2 separate regions of the Hordeum vulgare genome follow, and region 2 is linked to region 1. The links are chromatin contacts, called in public Hi-C maps. All regions are on one chromosome and are shown on one strand. The core of a region is the stretch at or near the end of the contact, and the rest is flanking DNA. Distances in the headings are between cores, read along the strand shown.

Region 1 (4,711 bases), core at 1,294-3,793:
AACTTCAATAGCAGTTTAATCAGGTATCAGGACATACCTTCTGATTTATAGATTAGTGCACCATTGACGGTAATCAGGATGCCAGGGTCAGCAGGATCAATAGCAGTACATCTAGCGTATAGAATCAGTACCGATAAGGCCTGATAAAAAGAAACAGATACCAGAGGCATATTAAATGAAATATACTCCAGGATCCGATCCATGCATGAAAATAGAGGAAGTGGAACCTTACCAGGAAACTATAAACACCGATTGCAATATACTGATACAAGTTCTTCCCAAGAAACGGAGACAAGAAAGCATAGAATGCTATACACAGCAGGAAGAACACTGTTATAGCAACCACCTGCCAAAAAAAATCACCATTCAAAGTTTATAGAAGAAGAAAGAGCGTTCAGTATATCAAACCATCGACCGAACAGCTGACAAGAAAATACAAGTCACAACCAACCAAACATAACCTGAACCAAGCACTGACAAACACCACTAGGGCTAAAACTAGACAAAACAAAAACAGCTCAGGGAGGAGCCAGTAGCTAGCGTCAGCTTTAATCTGAGTTATGAGTAATGACCTGGGGAGTCAAGACGGAGTGTACTTGTTATAAAAAATCAAACAGCTTGCAGCTTGCAGTGACAGCAGCATAGAAGGAAGTGTAAATCCAACCTAGACGCCAGAACTTGAGCAGAAAAGCAAGACCAAAACCTCCACAAAAAACTGAAAGCGAACTAAGGACTCCTAATCCTAGGTTTGTCATAAACAATAAGCATTTGAAGTGCATAAAACCGTCAAATTAACATGTAATTTTTTTAATTATTTACACAAGATAACCAGCTAACCAGGCTTGCTCAGATATGGAAGATCTCTTGTAAAGTACAAGACCAAAGATAAAAAAGCCTTTGCCTATTTGCTTGATCTTTTAAACTACCATCTTTAAATTAATGAGGAAGGAGAGGTAAGACGATCAGTTCAGATGAAGGTAAAGTGGTAAACAGGGTGGTTTCGTCTGTACATGTACCAGAGAGCCATTAGTAACTGTATTTTCTCAAGTAAAGAGAGGATATGCTTGATAGGACCAGGTGCATAGATGAAACGCGTGTCCTTCCAGAACTCAGGTCACCAGCCAAAAACCAGTTGGAAATATCAAACTGTTAGTCCTGAAATACTCACTAATTCAGTTTGAATACTATGCTCTCATGAACAGCTCACACTTTTAAACTGATAGACCACTTCCCCCACCGATGCAATGTGTTTATCCAGGACCAGGATATAATTAAGCTGGGATACTGTGTCAATCCAGTACAGCAAGGTGAACGCCATCGAACTGAAACTCCCGTAATTTTGAACACCAATGCACTCATAGCACGCTGACAGCACACAAAGGACTAAGCAAACTAAAAAAAATCCACATTGAATAACAGGAATCACACAGTTCGTAGTTAACCTGGAACAATTGTAAAACCAATTAAAGCGAGTTGGTAGTGCAAACAGGGAAGAGACAAGAAAACAAACAGAGTTGGCGGGGGCGGCCAAAACCACGAAACTCCAACTCCAAAACTCAAGGCCAGAATCCCCCCGTCACATCGAAGACAAAGAACAGAAGAGACCAAGAGGAAACCAACAAAAAGCAACAGTTTGATTGCCCGAGGAGAAAAATGCCAGATCAGAGCAGAAGCATACTCGCATCATAGGGCACGAGATCAAAACGAAGCACCGCACCAAATTCGGTTTAAACACGGCATCAAGGGAACCCAAGAAAATCAAATCCATGTACTACTTCGCGTCGGAGCAGCAGAAACGGCCAGCATACACAGTACAGAGTAAAGTCGCGCAGTAGCACCCAAACAAATGCAGGTAAAGGCAGTCCATCACATCAGACACGCATAACTACGAAATAATAATAATACTGCTGCTCCAGATGACAAGGGAACACATCAGATCAAAACGAACAACGCGCGGTCAGTAGTCTACCACTCGTGCTCTAACCTAAACACGGCATCGCGCAGGCACAGCAGCAGGATACTTTCAAACGCCCGCAACGGCGAAACCGCAACGCGCGGCTCTCGGCCTCCGGAGCACCGGAGCAGAGAAAAATTCCCGTTCCGCGACGGAGAGATCCGAAGGCACATTGCGCGTCCAGGCGCGGAGAGGCGCGAGGGGAGGAGGAAGGCGAACGGACCTGCAGGGTGTGGGCGGGGAGCTGCCACCCGTGACGCCGCGCCATGGCGGCGCCGCCGCGGCGGGGGAGGAGGGAGCGGCCACGGGATCAGCGACGCGGCGGTTGCGGCGGCGGCGGCGGCGACTGCATTGGGAGGGCGCGAGATCCTGGGCCGCCCGGAGTAAACCCTAGCGCCCCGTACGGTACGGCACCTCTCGGCGTGTTCGTACGAGCCTGCGCTGCGCCGGGGGGAAGAGAGAGGGGGAGGAAGGAAGGCGTGGTGAAGTGGGTGTGCGTGGCGACTGGCGACGGCTGTAGTGGATTTTTTACTCTCCCAGAGAGGGAGGGGGCGCCGGGCGGTCTCGGTCTCTCGGATTCTCTTTTGCCTGCGTCGTCCACTGCTGCGTGGACTGAAAATACTATTTTCTTTCCTTCCAAACTACAGTAGTGACTAGGAAGTGGGCCGCCCAGTGACATGAGTTACTTTTTGTTTGGCCCATGGTCACTTTTCCCCTTGATTTCGATCCAACGGTTAGGATCCCCTCTCAAAGTTAACCTAGAAATTTTGCCTCCGCCGTCGCAACTATTTCGGTAGAAGAAATCTCATTCGAAGCCCTTTTCGGTATCCTACCGGAGGGGTCAATCATCACTGTAGGCCGTCTTCATCATCCCGACGGTCTTCATGATGAGGAGGGAGTAGTTCATCCTCGGGGCTCACAGTATGTACCATTAGCTATGTGTTTGATCTCTTTTTCTCTCGTGTTCTTGAGATGTTACGATCTTGATGTATCATGGGCTTTGTTAATACATTTCGATCATATGGTGTTTGTCCCTTGCTATCTTGATGTGATGAATTGAATTTTTTCCTTTGATACTTTGTTATGTCGGATTGAATATTGAATTTTGATCATTTGATGTATGTCTTGCATGTCGATAACCATGGTGACAATGGAGTGTTCTATTGATTCACTTGATATACTTTTTGATACTCAACTTGTGGATTCCCGCGGTGACAATGCGGTAATCTATGCATAGGGGTTGATACACGTTCGTGTCCTGCTTTCTCTCATAGAAATCTTAGGTACTCTTTGAAGTTCTTTGTGTTGGATTGAATATGATGAATTTATTCGATGCATATCGAATAACTAACCCACAGATACTTGAGGTGACATTGAAGTATCTAGGTGACATTAGGGTTGATTGACATGTATCACGGGTGTTGTTCTAGTACGAACTCTAGGGTTGTTTGTGACACTTATAGAAATGGCTCAATGGATTGGTCGAAAAAGGATAACTTTGAGGTGGTTTGCTGTCTACAATAACTTCTTCTTATGTTCTCCGCTAATAGAAACTTTGGAGTGATTCTTTATCGTGGGTTGAGGGATGATCATATGATTCTATTATGTGTGGATCCGATCTCTCCTCTCGTAGATGGTCACAACCATGGATAGATCTTATGTGTGTGTAGGAAAATTTGTGTTTCCCATGCAACGTTCCCCAACAGTGGCATCAGAGCTAGGTCTATGCGTAGATGACATCTCGAGTAGAACATAAAGGAGTTTGTGGGCGCTGATATTCAGATTGATGCCCTCCTTAGTCTTTTCTTGATTCGGCAGTATTGTTGGATGAAGAGGCCCGGACCAACGTTACTCATACGCTTACGAGAGACCGGTTCCATCGACTAACATGCAACTAGTTGCATAAAGATGGCTGACGGGTGTTTGTTTCTCCTACTTTAGTTGAATCGGATTTGACAGGGGTGGTCCTTGGAGAAGGTTAAATAGCAACTTGTATATCACCGGTGTGGTTTTGCGTAAGTAAGATGCGACCATGCTAGATACCCATAGCAGCCACGTAAAACATGCAACAACAAATTGGAGGACGTCTAACTTGTTTTTGCAGGGTATGTTGTGATATGATATGGCCAAAGACATGATATAATATATTTGATGTATGAGATGATCATGTTGTAATAGTTAAATATCGACTTGCATGTCGATGCTACGGCAACCGGCAGGAGCCATAGGGTTGTCTTTAATTATTTTGCGCTTGGTGATGCTTTGTTTTATCGCTAGTTCGATATCTTTAGTAGCAACAACATAGTTAGCGCGACAACCTCGATGGCAACACAATGATAGAGATCATGGTGTGGCACCGGTGACGATGGAGATCATGTCGGTGCTTTGAAGATGGAGATCAAAAGCACAAGTTCATGGCCATATCATGTCACTTATGATTTGCATGTGATGTTAATCCTTTTATGCACCTTATTTTTGCTTAGGACGACGGTAGCATTATAAGGTGATACCTCACTAAAATTTCAAGATAAAATTGTGTTCTCCCCGAGTGTGCACCGTTGTGAAAGTTCGTTGTTTCGAGACACCACGTGATGATCGAGTGTGATAGACTCTACGTTCACATAGAACGGGTGCAAGGCAGTTGCACACATGGAACACTCGGGTTAAACTTGACGAGCCTAGCATGTACAGACATGGCCTCGGAACAAAAGAGACCGAAAGTTCGAACATGAGTCATATAGTAGATATGATCAACAT
Region 2 (4,711 bases), core at 1,099-3,598, 34 kb after region 1:
CGCGGCAACGATTTTTAAAACACCGACAGACGTCCGACGGTAGACCGAATACGGTGCCGCTACGATCGACCGTTCGGGTACCAGACGAACTCCGATCGCGACGAAATTCGACAGATGGTCTAGCTATAACTAATTACGACCGCATGCCAAGTTTCACCCCGATAAGAGAAAGTTTTCAAGACACTTTTAAAACATGGATTCGACGGTGCCGCGGGCGCGTGCGTGTGCGGTCGGGCTCAGAGCGGACAACGACGAGAACCGACAACTACTAACGAATGCAAGTTTCTAAAACTGGCGGCAACGGGATGCCGATGCAATGTTGATGATGCGCATGATGCGATGATGATGCGACAAAAAAATAGACACACGACGAAAACGGAATAAAGGGGGATCTTCTGGAACGTCGGTCTCGGGCTGTCACAACTCTCCTACACTACAAGAGGATCTCGCCCCGAGATCCAAGAATGAAAGGGGAAGAGGATGAGAAAACAAGAGGTAAAACTTAGTCGCTTCTTTGACAAACGAGTGAAACCAACGATCCTTGAAGGTTGCAAAGCGACGAGGAATGATATGAGAAACAAACAATAATTCACGGAAAATTTTGGCAGCACTTCGGTAGGAAAATGGGACAAAAAAATCGAAAAGGTAGAAGAAATAGACAATATTCATAGCAAACACTAAATAGAGCAAGGGAACACCATGATCTTGATAGAACAACAAAATAGACCCAAAAGAGCAACATCACAATGCCTCCGGAACAAGAGAATATGAACTAGCTCATACGGAAGAAGAGAACGAAGAAAAGAATGACAACTACTAACTCCAATGAACTTGGCAAGCATCCTTGCAAGAAGAATTGGACGGAGTTGTTGGAAAAACAACAACGAAAAGAACAAGATAGTAGTGGGCTTATGGAAACCTTTTCAAACTAATGAAGTGACAACCAGCCACTAACAGAAACAATGATTGACTTAGGGAAACAAGAGATGAACAATTTCTTACACCAAGAGGATACATTGAGAACTTGGATTAATGACAAGCACCATGATAGCAACAATCCATAGAAAAAGCTTTAGGTGAAATCCAAACCAAGATAGCTCAATGAAGAAATCATGGGTTGCAAATATCTCATGATCATAGAATTGGTGGGTTTAATTATCTCATTCCTGAAAGGAAATCTCTTCGAGGCTCCTGCACTAACAAGAATGCTATAACACCACCTCAAAGGATAAAGGAAGAACAATTGCACATATAAATGCAAGAGAAAGGATACTTGAGGTTCTTCAACAAGAATCTTGATGAAGACTTGAGAATGAATTGAAATCTTGATGAACCACCATGAAGGACCACCGTATACAAATGAATGATGCAACGATATGAAGGGAGGAAGAATAAGATTATGACCTTGCCAAGATTTAGATCAAGCCTCACAAAGAGATACTTAAAAGAACTTGGAACTCCGAAAAAGAAATATAGGCACTTGAGAAAAGAATTGATATCATGAGCCCTCCGAAAGAAGAATTGAAATCTCTTGGAAGAAGGAAGAACAAGAATTTATGTTATGCTCATCCTTCATCAAATTAAATTCATGACCAATTAATTTAATTTATTTGTCTAAGCACCTTCCCTGAGCACCTTACATTGTACAAGACCATTCTTATAGATCTCCATCAGAATTCTTATATTTTTCAAGAATTCCACAAGAATTTTGTTGTTGCTCTTGAACCTTATTTTTTGCAATTCGGCCGACTCTTGTACGCCGGCCGAACACATAGGTCGGGGTGGTTGCCGCAAGCAAGTCGGAGCAAAATGCATAAAAAATAAACAGAAACCTGTCCACATACCTACCCAGCATCAGTTCAAATCCTCGAAAACGTTACTGCAGATGTCCGTAGTCCCTAGTGGCTCACAGTCGCTATGCGTCTCAAGATCTTCACACAGCCACAGCTACCACTGCCACTCTACGGGCGGCACAACACTTGCCGGTTGCGATACAGTACCAGGCTAGTCCCAAGCTAGACATACCGTGAATCTTAATTACTCGAGCCTTACGCGCCTCGTCCTTCCCTGATGCCCGCCCAATGGCATCTCCTGGATGGCGAAGATTGTATTCTAGTAGCTCTCTAGCATGGTCACGGGGACACTGATCTGCATAACTGCATTGCAGCAGGAGATTAAAATAACACCATGTCCATGGCCTTTTCGCACGATGCCGTGCAGACCAGACAACAGCCAGTCCAGATGAAAGAAGAGTATACAAAAAAATACAGTACTAATTACAAATACTCGTGCTCTGCTCCATGGTGGACCTTTGTTTCTGTGCTGTCCCCTAGCGAACGCGCCACTGGAGCGATCACATCACATGGATGGGGCCGGACGTAGGTTGGTTGGGATTTGCAGCGACGTGATGATGGTATAATAATGCATCACATCGCATCGCCCACGACAAAACGCACGTACGCCGCACACACACAACCACCGGATGTAATGCAGTCACTGTGCAGGTATATACATACATGGCATGCAAATTATGGCCGACCCACCTAGCAGATGGCATGGATCGCAAAAAATAAAATAAAAAACCTACTCCCTCCGTACCTAAATATAAGTCTTTTAAGATATTTCACTAGATGTCTACATACGTAATAAAATGAATGAATATATATTCTAAAGTATGTTTATATACATCTGTATGTAGTCCATTAATTGAACCTCTAAAAAGACTTATATTTACGAACGGAGGGAGGGAGTAGCAGATAGCATGCATACACCAGTGTATAAACGTATGCTGGTGGTTCCTGTACACGCACCTGCTCCCCTTCTCGCCTGGCGTTCGGGAATACCTGCTGCTGCGTCAAGCAAGAGATCAATAAGGAGGAGAATATTTCGATGTATAAACTAGTGGCGCGCGCATCGCATGTGAACGGATTCGGCCGCTCTCGTTTCCTACCATACACGGAATGCAAGGGATGATGGATGGATGGATGGCGCACCGGTGGAGATGGCATTGGCATGTGGCGCTTCCCAAGACAACCCGACATTGGGATTTTGTCATTCTTCGGCCCGTTTTAGATCCAGAGTTGTGCTTCTTCTTTTGCTTTCTTTTTGGATCGAGATCTCCTGGCCTGGCCTCTTCTTCAATCAGTTTTGTAACGCAGGAGCGTAACAAGGAATCGGGGTGTACAGCCCGTGTCGTGCAAGTACAGCACCGATTGGAGAGTCACGTCACGTTACGAGTCATGAATGTGTGTTGCTAGTGTAGTGTTTCTCTGCCCATGGCCATGCATGGTCCAGCGATCTACTACTAGAACAATGGTAGTATCACAACTAGCCAGTAGCAGTACTCTCTCACAGAGTAATAAGTATAGGGTACTCTGTACATGTATAGCTGTTATAGCTATACATATAGCCTGTGGACAGCTCGCTGCCACGGGCAAACCGAACGGATTTTTCAAGTGATGGCTGGGCAGTAGAGTGGGCCAACGGGTGTGTTGGTTCAATGAGCACGGCAACGGCAGTTGTGCTGCGATCATGCCTTCTTTAACCTTTGTGAGCTCGTAATTGCCTTCATAAAATGGAGGCCATCTTGATGCGTACCATCATCGCCGCCATGAAATGCGGTTGAGTTCATTCATCCATGCCGTAATCACATTCGACTGACCGCGTGGATAGGGCGAACAGACAACACACACACTGAAGCGCTAACTTCGCGGTCTAGTCTTCATCCAGCAGGAAATGAACCCATATTTTTTTTTCCTTTTTGACGTTAGAAAATGAACGCATGTTTTTTTTTTTTTGAAGAAGAAGAACAGAAAATGAACCCATGTTAGGACGCAAGCTTCTACTGGGCCAACGTCGCGTGCAAGGGCTAAATCTAAAAGCGCCACCGCGAGCGAAGGCGGACCATTTCCTTGGGCCACGGCCTCACGCTGCAAAGCGAAAGCAACCGAACGATAAGCGAGCGCCAGCCAGCCAGCCACTGGGATGAGCACGCTCACCAGATCTTCATCGCCGGCCTCTGAAAACTGACATACAGACATACTCCCTCAGTTTAGATGAACGCTCTTATATTTCTTTACAGAGGAAGTACAACTGTACAACAGTACAAGACACAACCCAAAAGCAGATAGTTATATTAGCGTTGTATATAGGAAGCGGCAGGACGCAGCAGAAGACCAGAAGTTACAGTTGCTCGGGAGCTGGCACTGTAAGATGCTCCATGTGCACAACAGCTTACGCATCTCTACAATTCTGCAGCACGAGGAGAGAGAACATTTGCAGCACGAGGAGAGGCCACTCTGCAGCACAGCGCCAATTAAATTACTTACTTACGTTACGTCGGGGGTTACTGCTATATGCTGCATGTCGCACCTAGTTACTACTACTACGTTGGAAGCTTAACCGGGAGCCGTCCGTCCGACCGTCCGTCTCTCTAGCACGACGCGGCGGTGCTGGCGCTGCTACTCGACGCCGCGCCGACGGAGTGGTCTCCTCCTGCCGCCTTGTCCTTGGACGCTATCCGGGTGTCCATCTCCCGTCGGTCGGCGAAGGACAGGAAGGCCTGGAAGCTGCTGCGGCTGGAGCGGGAGCTGCCTTCGGCCGACACCTGCCGCTGTTGCTCGCAGTACTTGTGGACGAGGATGCCGGCGTGTATGGCGAGGGTGACGAGGCACGCCACGCCGCAGATGAGGAACAGCCCCGAGAAGCTGTA

Evidence for each region. Hi-C and Micro-C count contacts between places; a contact is called where the count stands out from the background.
Region 2: a Hi-C map of seedling shows a contact between it and region 1, with 2.5 times the contacts expected there. The contact joins the enhancer-like site here to the promoter of LOC123427854 in region 1. A contact is called at or near these places in 5 of 6 Hi-C or Micro-C datasets (leaf, seedling and an unstated tissue).

The regions. Positions count from the first base shown.
Region 1 is chr2H:615,452,900-615,457,610 of MorexV3_pseudomolecules_assembly, forward strand. LOC123427854 (protein S-acyltransferase 21-like) reads right to left here and starts at 2,544. Exons shown (of 10, transcript XM_045111989.1): 1 at 2,178-2,544; 2 at 233-346; 3 at 38-140. The coding sequence starts at 2,222.
Region 2 is chr2H:615,487,158-615,491,868 of MorexV3_pseudomolecules_assembly, forward strand. LOC123428771 (glutamate receptor 3.1-like) reads right to left here. Exons shown (of 24, transcript XM_045112922.1): 24 at 4,051-4,711. The coding sequence ends at 4,433. Among protein-coding and RNA genes, the nearest start is that of LOC123428771, 15 kb to the right of the region's middle. Within about 2 kb of position 2,349, at least 2 of the 3 cell types and tissues checked have open chromatin away from gene starts, as enhancers often do. A contact at or near this core is called in seedling, where this site is marked.